Regions from separate parts of the Mus musculus genome. Here regions 2, 3 and 4 are each linked to region 1. Evidence: chromatin contacts called from public Hi-C and promoter capture Hi-C data. All regions are on one chromosome and are shown on one strand. Each heading gives the region's core, a stretch centred on a gene start, on an enhancer-like site or on the middle of the called end of the contact. The rest is flanking DNA. Distances are from core to core; before and after follow the strand shown.

Region 1 (3,363 bases), core at 277-2,776:
GGAATCACTGCAGGTCCCCTGCAAGAACAGCCAGCGTTCTTAACCCCTGAGCCATCTCTCCAGCCCCTCCCACTCTAAATTTTAAGAGAGAACCCAAAATCAAACTAAACCCCTGGAGGGCTCTCCTGAGAAGTCGGCCCACACACATCTGGCTACCTATCCTTTTCCTGAGTCCCTCTTCCTACCAACCCTCAAGGTTTCCGTCTACATTTTTCAGCTGTTGATAAACTTAACCCCTGCTTAGAAACATCATCACACTAATCACCAACCAATCCCAAGTGAATCTTCCAAATGCATGGTATTATGTGACTTAATACAGTTATAAAAGATCACAAAGTAACGCAGCAACTTTCCTGCATGTTCTCCTTTAGTACTGCTACATACACAGTACTAAACATTATACGGATATATGTGGGTAGATGCCTTGAAGGCCAGAGGTATCAGATTCCCCTTGGAGTTGAACTTCCAGGTAGGTGAGAGCTGATTGAACTGGAATTGAACTCTGGTCCTCCTGCAACAGCAGTACGAGTGAGCTCTTATTCTCCCCATGTTCTCTCCAGTCTCTGAGTGTTTTCATCATTTTTTTAAAAAAATCTAATCAAAACCCTAATTATGCAAATTACAAGGAGATACAGAAGTCAGCTATCCTTGCAGCCTTACGGAGACAAGAGTATACCTAATTTTTCCCCCCACCAGTTTGAGACAGTCTCACTATGCAGACCAGGCTGGCCTCGAATTCACAAGAGATCTGTCTGTCCTGCCTTCCCAGTATTGGGAACTACAGGGATGCGTCACCAAGCCCCTCTATGACTAACCCATATTTAAACACAGTTTTAGTAGCTAAATCAAAGTGGGAGGGACTCCTCGAAAGCCTGTTTTGTTTGCCCTGTAGATGGGAATTTCTCGTATCTCAAAACCACCTCTATTGAAATCACTATATTTACCTGAAGTGTTGCTTATGCATGGTCTGATTCCACGGTCAAAGCTAAGGTGGCACGAATGCTATGGTTAAGGGTAAAATGCCACCTGGGCCAACCTACTCCACTCTGTGTCTTCAGTCTGTACCCTGTAGTCCAGATAGCCACTAACTCGTGATCCCCTCTGCCTCAGCTTCCTAAGTGCTGGGATGACAGGCATGTGCCAGGACTCCAGGACCCTAGCCCACTTTTAACTTGCCTTTCTCTACACCTCCTCCTGAGAGGCCTCGGGGCTGCCAGAGGCTGGCGTGACTCATCCCCCAACTTTAGAGCAGGTGCCTAGACCTCGGGTCCGCCGCCCAGGCCGGAACGGGCCTTCCTCCGTCCCCGACGGCTCCTGCGGCCTGGTCCCGCCCGGTCCGCCGTACCTGGGTTGGTGCTGGCCGCCGAGCGGTTGATGGTGCTCCGTCCTTTGTACTTGGGCTTCACCATCCTGACGACAGTACCGACACCGCTCTGCTACTCGCGAGGTAAACCACTTCACGACTTCCCAGCCGGGAAAGCGTCCTGTGTGAAGCACGTTGGACCCTGAACACGCGCGACGTCACTTCCGCTCGCGCTACGCGACTTCCTGAGAGCGCGCGGCGCTTGCCTAAGGCTGACCCGGCTCCGCCTCTGTCCTGCTCCCGCCTCCCCCGGGTCTAGCAACCGTCAAGCGTCCCTTCCATAGCAACGTCCAGGGCACCGGGCAGTCCTGGGTTTAGTGAGAAAAAGAGAGAAAGAGAAAAAGAGAGAAGCCTGTTCTCGGCCCAGTGCATGAGCTGATGGGAATTTGCCCTCTGAACCTTTCTAAAAGTGTTCCAGCAAGAGCGGGCAAATATCAGAACAGGTCATACCTGCCTTTAAATTTTAGGCTGGAGTAGAGCAGTTTTTAGTAACAACAGACTTTGGATTCAAGCCTCAGCTTGAAAGAAAGAGAGAGAGACAGAGAGACAGAGAGAGAGACAGAGAGAGAGAGAGAGAGAGAGAGAGAGAGACAGAGAGAGAGAGAGAGAGAGATTTTAAATTCTCCAATGGTTTATTATCGCAAAGAGAGACAGATTCAAACTCCTTCCAATCCCTACAAAACTTGTGATCTGGCTCCGTTCCTCTGACCTCATTTCTCCCTCTTCTGACATTTACACTGAATGTTGCTCTGTTTGATCACACATTCCCTGAATCGGCATCGCTGGTTCCTTCTGGTCAGTTCCTGCTCAAATATCCTCTATCCATAGGATTGCAAACACTAGCAAATTCATCAGCATGGTGACACACACCTATAATACCAATGCTCAAAAGGCAGAGGAAGGAGTTCCAGACTTGTCCACATTATATAGCATGACTTGTCTCCAAGAAGGTGGAGGAGTAGGAGTAGGAGCAGGAGGAGGGGGAGGAGGAGGAGGAGGGGGAAGCAGGAGGGGGGGAGGAGAACATCAAGAAAAAAAATACAAGACAGTGAAATTTGAATTTCAGGTTAAAAATAAATAAACACACTTTCTAGCTTATATTCCAATCATCGTTTAGGATAACTTAAAGGATCTAAGGAAACATGATATACTTGAGAGGCTAAGGCAGGAGGATTGTCACAAGTTCAAATCCAGCTTGAGCTACATAGAGAGACCCTACACCAAAAGATTTTTTTCACTGTTCACTTGTTTTTAAATGGAACTACATTCTCTTGATCTATCTGGCAGCAGCTCCTTTGGCAGAAGTATTTGCTGAGTTACTGATTTAAGTCAGCCACTCTCTTCCTGTTATTCCATCCCACCTCACTTCACGGCACATGCCACTACCCGAAATGACTCTGTTCACAAGAGCATTGGCTGCTTTCTTGGGTCTAGGCCATAAGCTTAGGAAAATGGAAATCAGGTACGTTATTCACCTCCGTGTCCCCAGAACGTAACAAAGCTGAGTGTGTTGGCATGAGCCTCTAACCTCAGCATTTGAGGTTAGACTATCTGCCGTGAGTTCAAGGCTAGTCTAGCCTGGGCTATATAGGAAGATACAAGCCAAACTGTAGAAAAAGACATTATCTTTTTGTTTGTTTGTTTGCTTGTGTTTTGAGATAGGGTTCCTTTTTGTAGCCCTAGCTGCCCTGGAACTCACTCTGTAGTCCATGCTGGCCTCCAGAGTGCTGGGATTAAAGTGTGTGCCACTTCCAGTGTGGCGGTGTGCCACCACAGCCCTCTGAGACATTATCTTGAGAGAGAGAGAGAGAGAGAGAGAGACTGTCACAAAGGTGCAGTTAAGTATGTAAAGGTCCCCTGGGCTTAAAAATTAAAAACACTTTGAACAGGCATCTGACATAAAATAAGGCCTTACTAAATCTTTCTTGGATGAATAAGGACAGAGGTGGGGGGGGGGTACCTCTTGTCTAAAGGGCCCCATGAGACCCAGGGAATTCTGT
Region 2 (3,363 bases), core at 396-2,895, 2.0 Mb before region 1:
ATTTAGCAAACAGTCTTTTGAATTCATCCTCTGTGATATCAGCAGGTAGATTCCCCACAAACAACCGACAGCGCTGTGTGTAAGTTTTTTCTCCAGGCCTCCGCAAGAGAGACAAGTTGGCTTTAAATCCCTAATAAAGAAATCGGACGGAATTCATACACCAAAGCAGGAAAAGTCTAGTGGTCCCAAAGTAGGCCATCGTGCATTCGTTAACGATCTCCCTTTTTTCCCATGAGGGCTAGCAGGTTGAACCATATTTGGGGATCCAACAGGATCACTAACTCTAATCCATATGAAGCAGAGTATACAAAATGCTTTGAAACACATCGCCTCTTTATCAGCAAACGCCAATCAATACACCTCTGACGTCAACAAATAGCTCTAAATGCAGACTAGGAAGACAGCACCAAGTTGCCCTGTTTTCTCCCAAACAGAGGCCTCCGACGTGCACTAGTTGGGTCCCAAGGGACCGGACCGCTAGCCTCTAGCGGATTACCGCCAAGACGTGAGGATGCCCTCCCGCTGGAAGCCAATCCCTAGCGGCCTCCACAGCCCGCCGCGCGTCCGCCCCGCCTGCGCAAGCATGCGCAGGAGCGCTTCCGGCAGGGGACAAAATGGAGGCCCTCTAGGCTGCGGGCGGGGGGGAAGAGGAAAAAAAAACGCCGAGGGTAGGCAGGCGCCGCCATCTTAGGGAAACGGACGGCTTTGCTCGAGAACCCGCTCACCTCCGAGTCGGAGATCTTCTCCTCCGTGCGCGGTCCCGGTCCGCCGGGAGGGGGCCCCTGGTGGTGCTGCTGGTGGTAGGGCGCATGATGCTGCCGGCCCCCACGGGGCTCGCCGCCACCTCGGTGTGGTGGCTTCGGGTGGCCACCAGGAGCGCCCATGCCCGGGCCACCTCCAGGCTTAGGCCCACCGGGCATCTTGCCGCCTTTTGGACCGCCAGGGCCTGGCCCCGGCTTAGGCCCCGGCCCGGCGCCCCCGGCGGGCGGTGGCGGAGGGCCGCCGGTCTGTGGAGGGGTGGTCGAGACTCCGCTGCTCGGCGTCGATGGGGGAGGCGGTCCGGGGGCGGTGGAGGGGACGGCGGGCGGCGGAGTCGGGGTTGGACCAGGGCCCGGAGGGGCGCCGGTGGTCGGGGGGTTGGCGGGCGGAGCCGAGACCGCCGGCGGAGGCGCACTGCTCACCCCCGGCGCCGAGCCGGGGCCTTGGGGGACGACGGGCTTGGATTCCTGCGGCGGAGGCGGGGGCTGTTGATGGGGCGGCTGGTGCGGCGGCGGCTGCTGGTGCGGCGGCGGCTGCTGCGGCGGAGGCTGCTGCGGCGGCGGCTGCTGCTGCTGCTGGTGAGGAGGTGGAGGCGGGAGCGGCGGCTTCGGGCCGCCAGGGCCCGGGCCCATGGGGCCGCGGTTCTGGTTGAGGCCCATGCCCGGCGGCGGAGAGCGGAAGTCGTGAAGGCCGCCGCGGCCGCCACCTCCTCCACGCCGGTGAAAGCCTCCACCGCCGCCACCGCGACTCCGGAACCGATCCCGAGACATAGCTGTAGTCAAGGGGCGGTCGAGGCAGAAGCGGAGAAGTCGCTCAGGGAACGTGGTTGCCACCTTGCTGAGCACAAAATGGCGGACGACACAAGCTGCGCGCCGCCTTTGTCCTCTTCTTAAATAGGACAGTTCGGCCTGGCCCGCCTTCCCTAGATTGACAGCTCGGACAGCCAATAGCAAGTACAGTACTTGATGATGAAACCTAAGTTTTTCCAATTGGCTCCCTAGTGAGAGGCGGGAGGTAGGGAGGGCTGGGATTTCCATTTGACCAATAAACGGATAAGAAAGTGTCTATACGCCTTTGTGATTTGTTGGAAGAAATTTGAATGGGCATGCCCTGCAACTTTCGCGTGAAATTAAATATCCAGGGCCCTATCAGCTCCTGATAGCGCTGAAAGGCTATTTTCTTTCCTCTTATGAGTAGTCCGCTATTCTTGGCTAACATCTTCGCTGGGTTCAAGGTTATAAATTGAACTTGTGCTGTCTCTTATTCCTACGCCAATGAAGTTAGAGTCAATTTCACAGAGTTTAATCTCAACGGTTTTACTTTTATTGAAACCCTATCAAAGGCTAGCAGATTGGCAAACACGTGAGCCCAAAATTTGGGAGGAGGAGGCACTAGTAATCAGGACTGCAAGTTTATCTTTACATTATCAATTACATTGAGTTCAAAACCAGCTTGGGCTACATGAAACGTAATAAAATAAAAATAATAAAATAAAATAGAAGCCCCGGTTGTTTTGGCATATGCCTTTAATCCTAGCACTCTGGAAGCAGAAAGGACTCCAAGTTCAAAGCCAGCCTGGGCTGCATAGTAAATTCCAGGACAGCCAGGACTGCACAAAGAAACCCTGCCTCCAAAAAAATTAATGAATAAATAAAAGTAAAGATTTAAGAAAAAGGAAGCCGGGTGTGAGTTCCAGGACAGCCAGGGCTATACAGAGAAACCCTGTCTTGAAAAACCAAAAAAAAAAAAAAAAAAAAAAAAAAAAGGGAAAAAAAAAAACATTATTTCATAGCAACACGTTTGTTGTAATACTATAAAATTTGCCATTAGGTTTGAGTGAATGCAGTCTTTGTCCAAGAGGGAAAAGTATGGAGAGAGCTGAGGACACAGCCTTTGGGGTTCTGGCTTGTGTGACATGCAGAAGACTCACTTTATTCTCCAGCAGAAGGGTAAATGAGGTAGATGTGACTCCATGTGTGTGTACAGTAACAATTTACAAGCACAAATCATGGGAGAGGAAATTGTTTTTGATTTTGTTCAAGACGGGGTTACTCTGCATAGCCCTGGCTGTCCTAGAACTACTTCTGTAGACCAGACTGGCCTCAAACTCAGCCCTCCACCTGCCTCTGCCTCCCAGGTGCTGGGACTAAAAGCATGCATCCACCAGGTCAGCCGAGATTTCCTTTTTATTCCCTCCCTTTAAAGCTTCATGAACATTGGGTTTTAACCGGGATGGGGCTGGTGCATGCCTTTGATCCCATCAGGCATGTGGTAGAAGCAGTCATATCTCTTGAGTTCTAGGCCAGCCTGGTCTACACAGTGAGTTTCAGGCCAGCAAGAAAGATACATAGTGAAACACTGTTGAAAAAAAAAAATGTTTATGCATGGCTGAGGCCATAACTCAGTCATAAAGGGCTTGAGGCCCTAGATTCAACTCTCAGCCCACAACACTAATGTTTTGTTGTTGTTTTCTTTTGTTTTATGATATTTAGGTATCAATAAGTACTGGTATGAAAACAAGCAGCTGGCAGCATCTCTTTTCCTTCAGATTTCCCAACCCCAATAGTGTTGAGCCAGGAGGATGGTTGGTTCATCACATACAGG
Region 3 (3,363 bases), core at 482-2,981, 1.2 Mb before region 1:
AAAATACAAACAAATGTGTGTATATGAAATGTGTGTATATGATGTCGGGTTTTTGCATTTTGTGTTTGCGGTGCTAGGATCCAACTCAGCTTTGATCACTGAGTTCGTGTTTGTGTAATTTAATATTTGTGTAGAGATGAATCATTGCTGTCATTGTGTCTTGAAAGTGGTCCGAGGGTTATAAAGAACCAGCCTAGGGACTTGGAGATTTAGGTCAGTGGTAGAGCGCTTGCCTAGCAAGCACAAGGCTCTGGGTTAGAGTCTCAGCTCTGGGGGTGGGGTGGGGTGGGGTGGGGAAGAACCAGCCTGGAATAACAGGGATTCCACCTGTGCTGGCTGTTCCTGGTATAAGACACAAAGTCTAATCATACTGAATCATACTGTCCAGAGTGGAGTACATAGGTTTCCAGATCTAGTCAGCAGGCAGGCAACCTCGGATTGGTCCCGCTGTTTTTTGAAGTCTGAATTCAGAGTATCCTGCATATGCATCCTACCACTGAGTTACCTCCCAAACCTGATGTGAGCCCCACACCCCACGTCCCCAACACTCTGTGTGTTAAAAATAGTTTCAAGTAGTAGCTTCAAGTAGCCTACGCTGGCCTCCATCTTATCTCGGGCTAAGGACAACCCTGAATTCCTGACCCTTTTTCTCTACCATCCGAGGGCTGGGATTACAGGCATGCATGAGCAAGCTTAGTTTACGTGGTGCTGGGAATTCAACTCAGGGCCTTGTGCATGCTAAGCAGACACTCTACCAACTGGAGCTACAGTTCCGCTCCCAGATGTTCAGTTTGAAACTCCAAAGCAAAGGCACAGCATGGGCAGTTCTGCAAAAGAATACACTAAAAACAAACAAACAAACAAACAAAAAACACTTGACAAGAAAGCCTCTTTCCTTGGGATTCGGAGAAAATTGATATCCACCTGACTCTCCAGACCCAGTCCAGCCCAGCCCAGCCTTTTGGGATTATATCCTGTCCCACTACTCCCAGGTTAGGGAAGGAACCACAGTTATCCTCTCAACCATTACAGGGGCCACTGAATACTTAGGCCGGCTCACTCCTTAATGTTAGATGGCAAGTCCCCTTCTGACAAGACCACTGTCTAAGTCTCACAATGCCTAAAGCATAGTGAAAAGCTGAAATATTCACTGTAGAAATGGAGGGGCATGGGTTTAAATCCTAACTCTTCCGAAGTGTAAATCTGGATGTCCCATAAACTTCACTGAGCTGTAAAACGCCATAACATTATCCACCTAGAAGAGGTTACCTTGTGATAATGACATAATGGAAGCAATAGCCTAGCACCAAACGCACAGTAAGAGATCAGTAAATGGTTGGTACTGTTATTGATTACCGTCGCTGTTGTTGGTTTAGCACTCGACCCCGAGAGACCTGGGTGTAGCGGGCGGAGGGGCAACTCAGGGGTCCCCCCAAGCTGCCCCAGCGCCGGACGCCTAGGGAATGACCCACACTGGGACTTCCCCATCCCACAGCTCACAGCAGGACTCATTTGACAATCACTTGGAGCGCCAGCACCAGGCCCCTTCCCAGGAAGCTTCGATTCCGCCCGGCCCGCCGGGTCACGCGCTCAGTTACCATTTTCTTGCTCTCCGTGCCACGGTTCGCCTGCCTCGACATGGTGCCCACCGTTCAGTGCCGCCTCACCTCACCTCCTCACAACCCAGATCCCAGACCCCGGGAGTCGCCGATTCAACCCAGCCGCGGCCCCTCAGCGTCTAGGACTGACCGGCCCCTCCTCACTGCGCCTGCGCGGTGTGGCGCAGAGGACCCCGGGACTTGTGGTTCGGCTGACCAAAGTCAGACTACAGCATCCGGCAGTTCTACCCGGAAGTCCCACCCGTGATTCAGCTCGAGCTGCAGCTCCGGAATGCTACCAGCGCCCGGGTGGCTGCACCATTATGGCCGCTAGGTGGCATCCGCACCTTGTGGTAGTCCTACATTGTCCACAGAGTGTCCTTATTTTCCTCCCCCACGACTGGCACTGTGATGTTCTGCAAATTCTTCTCTCTCCCAGACTGGTCTTGGAAAGTCCCTATTTCGAACTGTTTTCTGTTGCTGCAGATCAGCTCCAGAAGCGCCCAGGATGTCCTGAAAAACTAGCGATGGCTCACACAGAGGTCTAAAGTTCATTATAAAAAGTTTGCATGACCACATATTCTATGTCAGGATAGTTAACGGCTTTCTCTTTCAACTGCCATCTGTTCCCAAACCCCAAACACAGCCAAGCCCTGCATCCTTACACTTGTGGCCTTTTTAACAAATCCAAATCACTTACCGTCCCTTCTCTAGAACAGCTACCCTGCCTAGTTCCCAGAAAAACCAAGATGCCGGCTGTGGTGGCACTCAGTGCCGAGTTCTAATCCCAGGCTTGCCATCTGAGGCCAGATGCTGAAGTTCTTTCAGTTGCTGTAAATATTAATGAGACATGAGCACAGATCGTGGGCACAGAAAAGGCACAGAGGAAATGTGATTCCCTTCGAGCTACACTATCAAGACAGTCCAACAGATCCAAACACAGCCCAACAATCGTTGAGGAATGTGCTAGCTGACCAAACCCTTCTTACCCTTCACAGAGGCAAAGCCCTGTCATCACTGACCACAGCCCTTTGGATTTGGCTCCGGCCGTCTCTCCTTAGTGGTCAGCCCTGTGGGCACTGTGCTTGGAATTCAGGTCTCCTCGCTTCAGCCTGCTTGTCTGTCTCTGCAGCAACTATATACTGTTGTGTACCACCCGGCCTTCACCATGACAACTGCTCTGTCCAGATACTGAGCCAGCTAGGCTAGGAGAAGGCTGGAGGGGGGCAAGGGTTTCTCCCAGTCTTTCCCTGAGGTTATAGGACCAATCATTATTATAGCCTTCTCCCTGTAGTACAGACATTCCGGGGCCTCCCTAGAGGCAGAGATCCCTGACTCTCCATCCTGTGGCACGACCTCAGGAGGCTGCATGAGGGTCTCTAGAAGGGAGCAGAAGAAGAAGACAGAAGTCTGTAGCCTTGGGAGAGTAGCAGTGAGGCTAGTCCAGAGCCTCCTTCATTCCCAGGAGAGGGGACAGCTGAGGTGAAAACAGCAGTTGGCCAGCCTGTCAGTCGGTCTGGGCTCCTCCCTGCCGGCTGCCTTGGCTGCCCACAGAAACCTGAGTCACAGTCACAGGCAGCCGCCTGACCCCACCCAGCCTGCTGTCAGGCAGGGCGGTTCTGGACAGACTGGAGGTGGAGCCTCTCCTTGACTTCTCACGGACTCATTATCCCCCCTCTCTGCCTCTGATTCCCGAACTTGGCCCTGCCTTTTCTTTGGGACAGTTCTCCGAGTCATCAGTTTTGAATTAAGGGTGGGGGCGGGG
Region 4 (3,363 bases), core at 553-3,052, 1.1 Mb before region 1:
GGGTAGGGAGAAGGATGCTGATGCTTGGACTTTGTTTTGGTTTTGTTGTCCCACCCCCACTCCCACCCCAATTAGAAACCAAGTTTTCTTCATTGCATTTCATTTGGAACTAAATGGGAATTTGGTTTTCAGTCTCTTCCTGTCCTGAGTTTTATTAAGAAATCCTTTTTTCTTTTTCTTCTTTTTAGGGGATATATAGTAATATTAGTGTAAAGATTTTAATTTGGGCAACTTTGACTCTTAAGAGAAAACAAAGCATGTGAATAAAAATTGAAGTGTTCACCTCAGTTTGGGACCAAACTGCTTGGATCTTGTACAAACCGGTTTTGTATGTTGAGGAGGAGTTTAAGGCCTTTCTGACCACCTCGTGTTCCCCTTTCTACACAGCCATGTATCCCGTGGAGTTGCTCCCAGCCTCCCCATGCACCCTGCTCTGTCTCATTTCTCCTGGGCTGGGCTTCCCATTCTCCACCAGCAGCTCCAGTGTCCCAACCTTTGTAGTCCTGCTGGTCTTCAGCAAGAGGAGTGGAAACTGGAGGGCAGTTTCTGGACGGTTTTCTAAGAAACTTCTGAATTCTATTATCTTTACAAATACAAGATGAGAAAATAATTTTTTCAATATTTTTTATTAATCTTTTTATAAAATGAAAAGAAACGCCTATGATTAAGGATGGTGGTTATGGCTGGGTGGTCTGTGGGGTTGTGTGTTTTTGGGTTTTTCCTTTTTTTTTTCTCTTTAACCTTACGTTTTGGGTTGAAACATTTTCAGATGTTGGGGGGCATCCTCATTAAAGGGTCCTTGTGCTTGCCTTCCGGGGCAGCGGTCCCCAGCAGGTGAACCGCTGCCTGCGCGCATCTGTTGGACGCCGACTGCACCCTCCTCCCTCCCCAGCCTTCGCTCTTGGGTTGTTGTGCATACTTCCCTTTACTTTGCTAATTTCAATAGTTATGTTGGTTTTACTTGAATGATTCATGTTTAGGGGAGAACAAAAAAACACCCTTAAATTTTTGTTTCAACTCCTCCTGCAAATAAAAACAATAAATGAAGTGGCAGATGTAAACGGACTGTGTTTGTTGCTTGTGTGAGTGACCCTGGGTTAATAGGTCCCATAGAATATACCATAGTTTTCGTCTCTGGGAAGAAGGACTTCTTGTTCTCAGTGGAGGCTGTGCATTCTGTGTTTTTGACTCCTCCAAGAACCAAACCTAGCTACCATGCCAGAAGTCAGGACTTTGGCTTCCTTGGTGCTGGGGCAGGGGTCAAGGCTGCAGTGAGCTGGCTCGGCCTTTATATGTTAACCCACAAGGAAGAGGTGAGCCTAGCCCAACTGGTAAACTGGGTGGACCCTAACCTTCAGACTCTTGCCAGCCCTTATTAAAAGTTGATTCTTGCTGCCTTTCCCCAAGGAGAATCTGCAGTAGTTATCAGAAATCCAACTAGGCCCCCAAGTGAGTCGAAGCTTCAGGGGGGGTTGAAGTTTGGAATATACCCGCCATAGCTTTTCAGAGACAGGAGCTAGTATCTCTATCTGGGGCCACTTTCCCAGGAATGGCCCCACCCTGGTATGTACCTCTTCCACCTTCCCCTGCAGCTAAGAACTTGCAAGCCAGAAGAGGGTGGGCCAGGAAATGTTATAAAAGACATAGAGTCTGGCCTAGGTTGGGAGACTTGGCTAAAGTAGAGCTCTTGGGGAAGCTGTTACCCCAGCCCTGGGCTGAGACCCTGGACTCCTCCTTCAAGAATTGGGGCCCAACCTGCTGAGCCAGGCCGCCCACTCCTACTACCTGGATCCTGACCTATGACTCGAGTCTCCGCCTCATCCACATCCAGTCTACCGCCTGGCGGCTTCGCCCGCCCTCCGAGCACCCAATGCCCAGCCTGACGGTCAGGCTGCGCAGGGAGCCCCAGAAGTCATGGGTATGTGTGTGGGGGTTCGGGGTGGGTTCTTCTAAACACTTTCCGAAGGGCAAAGTCCACGGACGTCCCCACAGCCTTTCTTAGCTCGCTTCCGCCCGTAGAGGTCCTGGTCCTGGCCAGATACCGAGCGCAGACGGAGGACGAGCTGAGTCTGGCTCCGGGGGACGTGATCCGGCAGGTGTGCGCGGGGCCCGCTCGGGGCTGGCTGCTTGGGGAGTTGCGGGGCCGCCGCGGTCGCTTCCCCAAGCGCCTGGTGCAGGTGAGGCCTGGTACGGGTATGGCTGCGCGGGGGAGCAGGAGCGGCCCTGGCCTCAGCCTCGGGCCTTGTGCCTAGTGCCGCCCCTATGTGATTTTCCCAGGAGATTCCGGAGGCCCTGCGGGGCGTCACCGAGTCCAGACCGCGCTTTCCGCGCCGTAGTCGCCGTGAGTCGGGCGCTGGGCCGGCGGGTGGGGCCTCACTGCCCGCGTGGAACATGACGGCTGTGGGTGGGGCACCCGCGGCTATTTTGCAGCCCCCTGATTGGCTTGAAGTACAATGCTCCGCTCGAGGGCGGGGCCTGAAGCTACTAAAGGGAGTTCTGGGGTCCAACTCTTCCCCAGTGCTGCAGACGGGGCTCCCTGCTCAGAGCTGCTTCCCTGCTTGTCTGGCCTAGGTCACCCCATCAACTCTCGGGACCCCCAAAGATGGTGCAGAGTGAACTTCAACTACAGCCCAGAGCAGGCAGACGAGCTGACGCTTCAAACTGGGGAGATTTTGGAAGTGATAAAGGAGGTGAGGGGTCCTGGGGGCACTTGGGGAGATGCTGCAGCTATTCACACAGAAGAAAGTGAAGTAAGGGTGGGGGCGATGGGAAGGGAGGCAGCTGGGGAGGATGTAGTCCTTGGGTAGAACCAAGGATGGACACCTCAGTTACTCTTGGACAGAACCAGATGCTCCCGCATCCTTCCCCTTCCCCAGATTGAGGACGGCTGGTGGCTGGGAGAGAAGAACGGGCAGTTGGGAGCCTTCCCATCCAACTTTGTGGAATTGCTGGACAGTGGGCCCCCAAGTGAGACCGTGACCCTGTGATCCCCTGGGACCAGACTCAGCAATCTTCAGCGATCTTCCCAGTGACCCTCCTGACCTCGTGACCCCTTTGGCCCCCTCCCTTGACCTAGCTAAATTAGCACCTCCCTAACACCATCGATTCTTCTTCTGCAGGCCTTGGAAATACAGACATACCGCCAATTACCCCAAATTCACAGAGGCCTCCTAAGGTAAATTGGGTCATGGTGGGCACAGCCAGCGAATTCTTTCCCCCCTGCCCCCAGAGCTGAGGATTGAACCCAGGGCCTTGGGCTTGCTAGGCAAGCGCTCTACCACTGAGCTAAATCTCCAACTCCCAGCGAATTCTTAAAATGGCTTGACACTTGTCTCATTCCCCCCTTTCTCTGCCCCCAATAGT

Evidence for each region. Promoter capture Hi-C pulls out the DNA fragments that hold promoters and counts their contacts. Hi-C and Micro-C count contacts between places; a contact is called where the count stands out from the background.
Region 2: a contact with region 1 is called in a promoter capture Hi-C map of liver, with 7 times the contacts expected there. The contact joins the promoter of Sfpq here to the promoter of Gnl2 in region 1. A contact is called at or near these places in 2 of 39 promoter capture datasets (liver and pre-B cells) and 1 of 9 other capture datasets (adipose tissue).
Region 3: a contact with region 1 is called in a Hi-C map of B cells, with 6 read pairs. The contact joins the promoter of Trappc3 here to the promoter of Gnl2 in region 1. A contact is called at or near these places in 1 of 484 Hi-C or Micro-C datasets (B cells) and 2 of 115 datasets of contacts at active chromatin or transcription factors (astrocytes and microglia).
Region 4: a promoter capture Hi-C map of pre-B cells shows a contact between it and region 1, with 4 times the contacts expected there. The contact joins the promoter of Sh3d21 here to the promoter of Gnl2 in region 1. A contact is called at or near these places in 2 of 39 promoter capture datasets (liver and pre-B cells).

The regions. Positions count from the first base shown.
Region 1 is chr4:125,028,177-125,031,539 of GRCm38.p6, reverse strand. It overlaps Gnl2 (guanine nucleotide binding protein-like 2 (nucleolar)), which reads right to left and starts at 1,526. Exons shown (of 16, transcript NM_145552.2): 1 at 1,346-1,526. The coding sequence starts at 1,409.
Region 2 is chr4:127,019,583-127,022,945 of GRCm38.p6, reverse strand. It overlaps Sfpq (splicing factor proline/glutamine rich (polypyrimidine tract binding protein associated)), which reads right to left and starts at 1,645. Exons shown (of 10, transcript NM_023603.3): 1 at 726-1,645; 2 at 1-130. The coding sequence starts at 1,529.
Region 3 is chr4:126,260,773-126,264,135 of GRCm38.p6, reverse strand. It overlaps Trappc3 (trafficking protein particle complex 3), which reads right to left and starts at 1,731. Exons shown (of 5, transcript NM_013718.2): 1 at 1,599-1,731. The coding sequence starts at 1,640.
Region 4 is chr4:126,161,780-126,165,142 of GRCm38.p6, reverse strand. It overlaps Sh3d21 (SH3 domain containing 21), which reads left to right and starts at 1,802. Exons shown (of 16, transcript NM_001162533.1): 1 at 1,802-1,918; 2 at 2,020-2,177; 3 at 2,278-2,341; 4 at 2,572-2,690; 5 at 2,877-2,967; 6 at 3,120-3,175; 7 at 3,363. The coding sequence starts at 1,915. It overlaps Thrap3 (thyroid hormone receptor associated protein 3), which reads left to right. Exons shown (of 12, transcript NM_001356455.1): 12 at 1-1,061.